Linked DNA regions of Pan troglodytes: region 1 is linked to region 2. Evidence: chromatin contacts called from public Hi-C data. All regions are on one chromosome and are shown on one strand. The core of a region is the stretch at or near the end of the contact, and the rest is flanking DNA. Distances in the headings are between cores, read along the strand shown. Region 1 overlaps COMMD1 (copper metabolism domain containing 1). Region 2 overlaps LOC129143133 (a long non-coding RNA gene).

Region 1 (4,896 bases), core at 2,084-4,583, 480 kb after region 2:
ATCCAATAGTCTCTTAGAAGTCTCGTTATTTTTTATTATTTTCTTTCCAAGATGGAGTCTTGCTCTGTCACCCAGGCTAGAGTGCAGTGGCATTATCTTGGCTCACTGCAACCTCCGCCTCACAGGTTCAAGAAATTCTCCTGCCTCAGCCACCTGAGTAGCTGAGATTACAGGCACGTGCCACCACGCCTGGCTAATTTTTGTATTTTTAGTAGAGATGGGGTTTCACCATGTTGGCCAGGCTGGTCTCGAACTCCTGACCTCATGATCCGCCTGCCTTGGCCTCCCAAAGTGCTGGTATTACAGGCATGAGCCACCATGACCAGCCTTAGAAGTCTCTTTGGATCACTCTCTTAGAGACTAATCAGTTCTGGATGCCAGAGCAAAAGAGGTTTATAAAGTATCAATGCAGAATCCTGATCACTTTACAAGTTCTGCCAACCAAAGACTAACTGTCCTGGCAGTCAGCTGGCTTCCCCCTCTCAGAGAATTTCTCCTTTTACTGAACCTCAATAGCAGTCACCTGGACTTTTCATAAATCTGGGCATAATTCCACAGAAAAGGTTGTAGGGGAGGAAAAATATCTTTCCCTTCCCCCATCTTAGGTTTATGACTGAGTCCCTTATGATAAAAAACAGGTGAACAAAAGAAAAGCATACTTTTTTTTTTTTTGAGACAGGGTCTGGCTCTGTCACCCAGGCTGGAGTCCAGTGGTACAATCACAGCTCACTAGCTCACTACAGCCTTGTCCTCCCAGGCTCAGGTGATCCTCCCACCTTAGCCTCCAGAAAAGCTGGGACTACAGACATGCACCACCATATCCAACTAATTTTTTGTAAAGACCAGGTCTCATTATGTTGCTTAGGCTGGTCTTGAACTCCTGGGCTCAAGTGATCCTCCTGCCTTGGGCTCCCGAAGTGCTGGGATTACAGGTGTGAGCCAGTGCACCTGGCCTTACAAATTTAAGTTGTATATGACACGAGCTTTCATAAGGAAGTGTAGATCTGAAGAAACAGTTGAACCTGAATATTGTTATGCCAGGTTTGATGGAGAGAGGAGAGTCGTGGAGAAATATGATAGGGCAAAAGAATATGATATAATGGTAATAAACTAGGGGAAATGTATTAAGGCCCATTTGCTGAGACTCTTCTTGGTGACTATGTGTCTTCAGAGTGAGAGATGTTCCTTTCCTCTAGGTATAAGAAGGGCACCTCTCTGTGAAAGTTGCAGATAGCAAGATGAAATTAACTTTTGCTAGACCCCGACAAAATAGAGCCGGGAACGCCCAAAGAAGAGGAGGCCCATGCTTGTCAGATAAGAACAGTTTCCAAGGACTTTCTGAAAGTCATTCTGTGTCCTTCACACATCTCCTGCTTTGATAAGGTTTATCACTAGACATTCTTTAGGACTGCAGTAATTCAAATAATTATTGAACTGGAAACAGTTATCTCGGACATGTAATTCAGATAAAATGTTTTCAGAAGAACACTTGCCCAGTAAGGGCATCTCCACCAATGAACTGATAACAACTCTGGCTTTGAACCTCTGGAACCAATGAACTCCGCTCCTAAGCAGCTTATGTAAATCTCTTTTGCTAATAAAAGCTTCCCTTACCCTTCCCTCATGGAATGCACTGGTGGCTTGCCATTCCATGCATTCCAGGTTATAATCCTTATTTCTATTCCTGAGTAAACCCAACATGTATAGACATAGTTTTCTCTAGTATCCTTTTTTTAAGATTGACATTTCAGATGAGGATCTTGGGACCTGCTTCAAGAGGTGAGAAAATCCTTGCAAGGTTTTTATGACCTGCTTCAGGGGACTAGGGCAGGAAAAGGTATGAGAGACCTTACTGCTTTGGCTATTTTCTCAAATGCCTTTAGCCTAAAAAATATTCAAGGCTGGTTTATAGCTTATCACAACCAGTTACAAATTTATTTGTTCCTTCTCCATTCCCACTGCTTCACTTGACCACCCTTAAAAATAAAAAAATATGTCAAGGTACAACATTTTGGGGTAGCATGTCCTATAAAGGTTGTATTCCTGAGAATGTCAATATGTGACAAATTCCTTTTCCAAAACTGAAAAATGTATGCTTAGCTCTTTAGGATACTGAAAATAGATATTAAATAGCTCCCTGGGCTGGGCACGGTGGTTCACACCTGTAATCCCAGCACTTTAGGAGGCTAAGGTGGGCAGATCACTTGAGTCCAGGAGTTTGAGAACAGCCTGGGCGATGAAGTGAAAACCTGTCTCTACTAAAAATACAAAAATTAGCCAGGCATGGTAGCACATGCCTGTAATCCCAGTTACTCAGATGGCTGAGGCACCAGAATTGTGAACTTAGGAGGCGGAGATTGTAATGAGCCAAGATTGTACCACTGCACTCCAGGCTAGGCAACAGAGGGAAACTCTGTCTCAAAATAAATAAATAAATAAATAGCTCCCTGCTTTATATTGCTTACTTTTTATAGAATTTGTTAATTAAAAATTACAAAAGGTTACTATCACACTGGTCTTTAAGAAAAAAAAAAAAAAACTGGCCAGGCACAGTGGCTAACACCTGTAATCCAAGCACTTCAGGAGGCTGAGGAGGGCAGATCACCTGAGGTGAGGAGTTTGAGACCAGCCTGACCAATATGATGAAACCCCATCTCTACTAAAAAAATAAAAATTAGCCAGGCGTGGTGGCATGCGCCTGTAATCCCAGCTACTCGAGAGGCTGAGACAGGTAAATCACTTGAACCCAGGAGGCAGAAGTTGCAGTGAGCCATTGCACTCCAGCCTGGGCAACAAGAGTGAAACTCAGTCTCAAAACAAAACAAAACCTTCAGAAGGTCACTGTTTTGGACTAAGCTAGTCCACTAGGTCTCAACAGACAACGCTACAAATCAAAATGGAGTAACCCGGCCGGGCGCGGTGGCTCACGCCTGTAATCCCAGCACTTTGGGAGGCCGAGGCAGGTGGATCACAAGGTCAGGAGATCAAGACCATCCTGGCTAACATGGTGAAATCCCGTCTCTACTAAAAATACAAAAAAAATTAGCCGGGCATGGTGGCGGGCAGGCACCTGTAGTCCCAGCTACTCGCAAGGCTGAGGCAGGAGAATGGCATGAACCCGGGAGGTGGAGCGTGCAGTGAGCTGAGATCGCGCCACTGCACTCCAGCCTGGGCTACACAGTGAGACTCCGTCTAAAAAACAAACAAACAAACAAACAAAAAATGGAGTCACCCATGCTAAAGTTCACATCACCACTACTAAAACTAAGTTGTTATCTGACCTTCCAAGGAATGAGGACAGAGCCATAACAGCCAATTTTCCCAAAAGGCCAGTTACAGTCTTCAATTAGCATGAGAATGAGGTTTCCTTTGCTTCAATCCTTACACAAAAAAGGTAGCCTGAAGTAACCTGATGTTAAGTAGTCAGTTATTTTCTATTGTTCTATCTCCCCATTGCTGCCTTACAAGGAAAGTAACTTTTTGAAATGACCAATCTGCATTTTATTCTTTGTTTCTGCTTTATTCAGCCCTTTCTGCCTATAAAACCAACCACCTCTGCTCAATTCATGGGAACATTTATTCTATTTTATTGAATGAAGTGTTGCCCAATTTTAGAGTTGCAAATACACAATTGAGATTGTTAAGCCAAAAGTGACTGAGGCAGGTCTCAATAGATTAGAGGTTTATTTAGCCAAGGTTGAGGATGTGCCCAAGGGAAAAACAAATCACAGAGGCACCTGTGGCCTATACTTCTTCCAAAGGAGGTTTTGTGAACTTTGGTATTTAAAGAGGAAAGAGCAAGCAGGAGGGGGGAATAAAAGGAAGAACAGGTAGGCAGTGAGGCAGATGGTTACGTTCTTGTGAAGCTCCAATTAGCCTCAGAAAAATCTATATTTTACATGAGAAAAGAGGAAGTAAAGGAAAAAGCCAACTTTGTATTGTCTCAAGCTCAGTAAATCGACATTTTACATAAGATAAACATGAAAAGAGAGTAGAAGAAATGAGGCTATGACATGGGGTTGTGATATTATAGCTATTGATTTGGCAACAAAAGGAAAACTGTATGATGCCTCAGATCCCAAGTTTAACTTTCCCTTTTGCACAGTGAGTTTGGGGTTCCAAGATTCTATTTTTCTTAAGATCTTTAAACCAAATTAGTTGTAATTTTGTCTTTTGACAGATTATCATCACTATGTCTGAAAGTATATTCCACTGTAGCTGGATATGGCTCTCAAAGACAAATAACTAAAATCTAACCTCATAAAGGGGACAGTCTTACTTGTACACTATTTACGCAAATTAATATGTTTAATTTAAAAAACACTAACTCGCCAGACGCAGTGGCTCACGCCTGTAATCCCAACACTTCAGGAGGCCGAGGCAGGTAGATCACAAGGTCAGGAGATGGAGACCATTCTGGCTAACACAGTGAAACCCCATCTCTACTAAAAAATACAAAAAATTAGCCAGGCGTGGTGGCAGGGATCTGTAGTCCCAGCTACTCGGGAGGCTGAGGCAGGAGAATAGCGGGAACCCAGGAGGCAGAGGTTGCAGTGAGCTGAGATCGTGCCACAGCACTCCAGCCTGGGCAAAAGAGCAAGAGTCCGTCTCAAAAACAAAAACAAAAACAAAAACAAAAAAAAACACTAACTCTGCAATTGGCATTGCCTTTAAGCTGTCCAGGACTCTTGTAATATATTGTCAGTGGATCTAAATACACATCCCTAATGTAAATAATTTTCCTGAAAGAATAATGTAACTAACACTTTACCACATAGCAAGATTTTAAAATAGTAATACTGAGAAAAGAAAATAACTTTGAGGAATGTGAGTCCTTTTAAATTATGAGGCCCAGAGAGACATTAAAATGAGACAGCAGGCAAGTCCTACTGTTAA
Region 2 (5,360 bases), core at 1,831-4,330:
CACCACACCCAGCTAATTTTTGTATTTCTAGTAGAGATGGGGTTTCACCATGTTGGCCAGGCTGGCCTTGAACTCCTGACCTCAAGTGATCCATCCACCCTGACTTCCCAAAGTGCTGGGATTACAGGCGTGAGCCACCATGCCCAGCCTATTTTTGACTTTCTGAGTCAAGTAACCAGATGAAACCAGTCCCCTTGTCCACCCAGAGTCCACTCAGGCTATACTTGATTCATACTTTTTTTTTTAATTTTTAAATTTTTTTTACAGGCAGGGTCTCATTCTGTCACCCAGGCTGGAGTACAGTGGCACAATCACGGCTCACTGCAACCTCGAACTACTGGGCTCAAGCAATCCTCCTGCCTCAGCCTCCCAATTAGCTAGGACTACAGGCACGTGCCACCATGCCTGGGTGATTTTTTAATTTTTTGTAGCAATGGAGTCTCACTATGTTGACCAGGCTGATCTCAAACCCCTGGTCTCAAGCAACTGTCTCCCTTTAGCCTCCCTAAGCACTAGGATTACCGGTGTGAGCCACCACACCTGGCCTGATTCATATGTTGACTCATATATTAGAAAAGCCAACCCCAAATGGGCCCTGATAGAGCAATCTTGTTGGGGACAGTTTTACTTGTAAGTAACTGGCTCCCTGACCTACAGAATATAAGCCTTCAGAAAAAGCTTCAGAAAAAGCTCAGCACCCTGCCTCTCTCCTCCAAATAATGTTCCAGGTGATATTCTGCAAGCACACCTGGAAACTTTGCTCTGTTTGTTAACCTAGAAAATTGAATGAGCAAGGGACAGAGCAGGCTGGCCTGGAACAGGGACTGGCTACAAACCAGATCTCCAAAGCTTGGGCTTATTCTCTGAAAGAAATGCTCTTTTTAATTTCAACTCTTATGTCTTGGTGGAGACATTCAACTGGAGATCTGGAGTCTTTGATATAAGCAAAGGCAAGCTTGTGGGATCACCACTGGCTACAGAAAGAAGCCCAGCTATTTGGGAAAGAAAATCCCGGGCTCAGAGAGTGAAGAGTGTGTCAGATTTCTCATGTCAAAAGTCAGCTTTTGTATTCAGAATGGAGCCAGAAGGTCCTGAATCCAGAATGGCCTAGAGCCTCCCCACATGCTGTCCTAGCTGGGGCTTTAGCAGGTGGATTTTGAAAAAGATAGCTTTGGATGCTAAGCATAGAAAAAAAGAGAAATGTTGGCTCTAGGCTGGGTATGGTGGCTCACACCTGCAATCCCAGCACTTTGGGAGGCCAAGGCAGGTGAATCACTTGAGTCCAGGAATTCAAGACCAGGCTGGGCAACATGGCAAAATCTCATCTCTACAAAAAATACAAAAATTAGTCGGGCATGGGGTCACCCACCTGTAGTCCCAGCTACTGGGGAGGCTGAGGTGGGAGGATCAGTTGAGTCCGTGAGATCAAGGCTGCAGTGAGCCGTGTTTGCGCCACTGCATTCCAGCCTGGGTAACAGAGAAAGACCTTGTCTCAAAAAAGGAAAAAGAAAAAAGTTGGCTTTAGCACCTCGAACCCTAGATGACTTCCTGAGTGTCATATTCTTTGGCTGCTACTCTGGAGTCACATCTCAGGGAAGATCCAGACAGATGGCTTTGGTCTTTGTGTTTGTAGGTCCTTTTTCCCTCAGATACTCACCTGCCCTACTCCCTCACCTCATCTATGCCTTTGCACAGATATTAGCAGATATCTGTGCTGATAAAAGTTGCAACTGCACCAGGCACAGTGGCTCACACCTGTAATCCAGCACTTTGGAAGCCTGAGGCAGGAGGATTGCTTAAGGCTAGGGGTTCAAGACCAGCCTGGGCAACACAGCAAGACCTTATCTCTGAAAAAAAAAAAAAAAAAAAAAAAAGTTGTAGCTCATCAATTACCCTATCTGAAATAGCCCTGAATCCCCTGCCTTATTTTCCTTTATTGCACTTGTTACTACATCCCATTATATTTTACATGTATGTGTTTAATATTTGCCTCCCTAGTTAAAATGTAAAGTGCATGAAAGGAGACATTTTTATTTATAGTCAGGTCCGCAGATCTTAGGACAGTGCCTGGCACATAATAAAAGCACAATAAATATTTGTTGAATGAGTCTTAGAGTTGAGTCAAACATCAGATAGCAGGTATTTCTACTGGGCAAATGTGGACTCACCCCAGAGGTGTGTGGAAGAGGGTGCAGAGTCTGGAGTAGTTTGGGGTGTAGATGTCGGGGGAGAGGCAATTGTCTCGGGTGGAAACAAAATCCATGGCTTGTGCCCCTGCAGTTGCAAACACTATGAGTAGACGACAGAGAGAGAGAGAGGGAGGGAGGGAGGGAGGGAGAGAGAGAGAGAGGGAGGGAGGGAGGGGGGGAGAGAGAGAGAGAGAGAGAGAGAGAGAGAGAGAGAGAGAGAGAGAGAGAGAGAGAGAGAGAGAGAGAGAGAGAGAACTAATTGTAATTCCTACTCATAGCCACAAGATGGCACTATTGCTCAGGGTCTTTACTCTGAAAAGCCGAATCTAGCAGAATCTAGCAGTCTAGTTTGGGATTCCTTGCTTCTCTCCGTCTCCTCCCGTTTCTCTCTCCGCTTTCCTCTCTTTTGTCTTCCTCTCCCTTCGTTTTTAAACACTGCTTTTATGGTGGACTTGAGCAATAGTATAGGAGAAGCCATTGGTGCTCAGAGAGAGATCCCCGAGATGGATATTTGGCCACACTAGGCACAATGGTTTGCTCATTGAGCACGGCCGGAAGGCCTGGGTTCACCAGCTTTCTCTTCTCTCTGGCCAGAACCCATAGCCTTGCTGTTCTGGACCTGGCCCGTGGCTTGGGAAGCCTCCAGGGACAATCTTGCTTCTCCCTCCCTTACTCCATCCTCCCCACCCCATAACATGCTTATCTGGGAAGCACCTGCCCTCAGATCTGGTTCCAGGGGTCCTTGCTTTCCACTTGAGAAACTGTAAACATGCACAGAATGTCTCCTGGTGGGGGTTCTGAGGCCTTTTCCTCCCTGGTATTTTAGCCTAAGGAAAAAGCATTCAGTGGTGTGGGGATGGTGGGTGGAGCTTGCGGTATTTTTCTAAGACTTTTGCAGTTGGGGAACAAATCTCCAGGGAAGGGGCAGGGCCTCGGGCTAATTCCAGTACAGTAGGATCAGGGCCAAGAAAACATCACACAAAGGAAACTTCAAAGCTCTTCCCCAGTCTGAATGGGCAGGGCCTGCTGAGAGGTCAGATGTTAACTTGATCCAAATGCCCTCTTGCTTTCAGGTGCCCCTCGCAGGCCTGCACACCCCTAGGGGATCCGCCCTCTCCCAGGTCAGAATTCCACAGGGCCCTGAAGCTTCCTTAGGCAGTGCTCCCCATCCCTGCGCTTGAAGCAAAGCCAGGGAGGGCAGAGCCCGAAGTTGGGATCTGGTTCTGACTGTTCTCTGGCCTTAGGAGTAGAGGCCAATTTCATCTCTGCAAAGTGAGGCTGGGGCTGAGGAATGAAATTACACCTTCATCCCGCTCAGTCCTGCCTCATCCCCAAACCTTGTCAAACCCTGACACTTTGCTACTTTGCAGGGAGTGGTGAGAATTAGGAATGCTGCAAGGTCACTTAGGGTGATCATTAGGACAGTCATTAATTTCTGAGGCCTAAGAGTGACTAATTTATCTCTGATAGACACAGGGATCAAAGGAGAGTATTTATGGCTTAGAAACAAACCTCCCATTCTTTCCCCTGCTATAATAAATAATAAAAAGCTCCCAGGCCTCCCTCCCTTGTCCATCTCTTCCCTGCCCCTTCCTCTCTGTCTTAACTGTCCCTGCACAAAAATTAACCCTACTCTTGCTTCTCTGTACTCTTCCCCATTCCTTCTGTAAAAACCAGAGAGGGGAAGAGAATTAGCTGGCCCTGAGAGCTTCAGCTGCAACTGTGCTGTGGAGTGAGGGGTGCTGATCCCAGGGGAAGACATAAGCCGGGCCAAGAGTGGGCTCTCCCTGGGCATTTACCATGTTTACTTTCCTAAGTATGTATATCAGGGCCTGGTTAGGCTAGAAAGCAGACTGTCACCAGTTTTATTAGCTGTGTGACCTTGAGCAAGCTACTTTTTTAAAGCCTCAGTTTCCCAATCTATAAAAGAAGGATAATAATAGCATCACAGACTGGCTTATGAGAATGACATAAGATAAAATATATAAAGTGCTCAGCACAGAGCCTGATGCAAAATAATGGCCACCACATTTACCAGGACCTCAACATCCTTATTTTATTTCCAAGAACTTGAGGCTGCAGTACAAACTGAGTCCTTCACTTTCTGTTGTAGCCTCTGGGAGACGCCAAAGTGAGGATGGGTGTGGCCCTCCCAGGACGCTGGGCCCCTGCTGTAACAAGAAACAGATCACACGGGAGGGGTTCTCAGCCTTAAGGATGCCGTGAGGTGGGCCTAGATCATGGCTTCTCACCGCGGCACTACTGACAGACCATTCTTTGTGGTGAGGCTTTGTTCTGTGCATTGTAGGCTGTTTCGCAGCATCTCTGGCCTCTGTTCACTAGATGCCAGTAGCAGCCTTCTAGTCATGACTATCAAAAATGCCTTTAGACATTGTCAGATGTCTTCTGGGGGACAAAACTGCCCTTAGTTGAGAGGCACTGGTCCAGGAAGGTGGGAAACATAGGGGCAAACCTGGCAGGGGTGAGGAGGCAGGTATGAGCCTGCGCACAAGAGCCCCTCCTACCCTGGGCAGGGCTCAGGCAGACCCTCAGCTGACTGTGGAGATTGGCCCTGGAAGACAAAGTTCTCTCTAGTAAGGCCATGGCCTTGCTTCCTCAAGAGCTGATGCCCTGCTTGGACATGGACCCCTGGATTCCCCCCAACCCAAACCAACATACACAACCCTGTCCAGCCCCAGGAGTGCTGGCCAAGAAACAGTGCCCTGGTGGCACAGAATGCTCACTAAATGGACCCTGGGTCCATTCTCATCTCAGGGCAGAGCATGGAGCCAGGCTGGCCCTGCCACTCATGCACTGTGTGGCCTTGGGCAAATTGTTTCACCTCTCTGTGCCCCAGGATCCTTATCTGTAAAAATACCTTCCTAGGCAGGTTGTTGTGAGGATTAAATGACTTCATATTTCTGAAATACTTAGAAGAGAGCCTGACTCATAGCAAGCACTAAGTGTTTGTTAAAGAAGCCAAAACCCAAAAAGAAGCTGCTGCAGACCAGGCGATGATGCAGCGTTGTGTATGTCAGAGGGTGCCTCAGCTATGACCTAAGGTCCAGGAGCTGTGTTTCCAAGGGCCTCTGGCCATTTGTATCTGGGTGTGGTGGGTGTATCTGGGGTCCCTGCAGCATCTCCCCTATTGGAGGTGGTTGTTCTTAGGAA

The links. A called contact is a pair of places that touch in the nucleus more often than the background predicts.
Region 1: a Hi-C map of induced pluripotent stem cells shows a contact between it and region 2, with 4 times the contacts expected there. The contact joins two enhancer-like sites. A contact is called at or near these places in 6 of 7 Hi-C or Micro-C datasets (blood, induced pluripotent stem cells, a lymphoblastoid cell line and 2 more) and 1 of 1 other capture datasets (stem cell-derived neural stem cells).

Annotation. Positions count from the first base shown.
Region 1 is chr12:60,786,273-60,791,168 of NHGRI_mPanTro3-v2.0_pri, forward strand. All of the region lies in intron 1 of COMMD1 (copper metabolism domain containing 1), which reads right to left. Among named protein-coding and RNA genes, the nearest start is that of COMMD1, 39 kb to the right of the region's middle. Within about 2 kb of position 3,334, at least 2 of the 24 cell types and tissues checked have an H3K27ac peak or open chromatin away from gene starts, as enhancers often do. A contact at or near this core is called in induced pluripotent stem cells, where this site is marked.
Region 2 is chr12:60,303,106-60,308,465 of NHGRI_mPanTro3-v2.0_pri, forward strand. The region is part of intron 4 of LOC129143133 (a long non-coding RNA gene); the gene reads right to left. Among named protein-coding and RNA genes, the nearest start is that of TMEM17, 94 kb to the left of the region's middle. Within about 2 kb of position 3,081, at least 12 of the 24 cell types and tissues checked have an H3K27ac peak or open chromatin away from gene starts, as enhancers often do. A contact at or near this core is called in induced pluripotent stem cells, where this site is marked.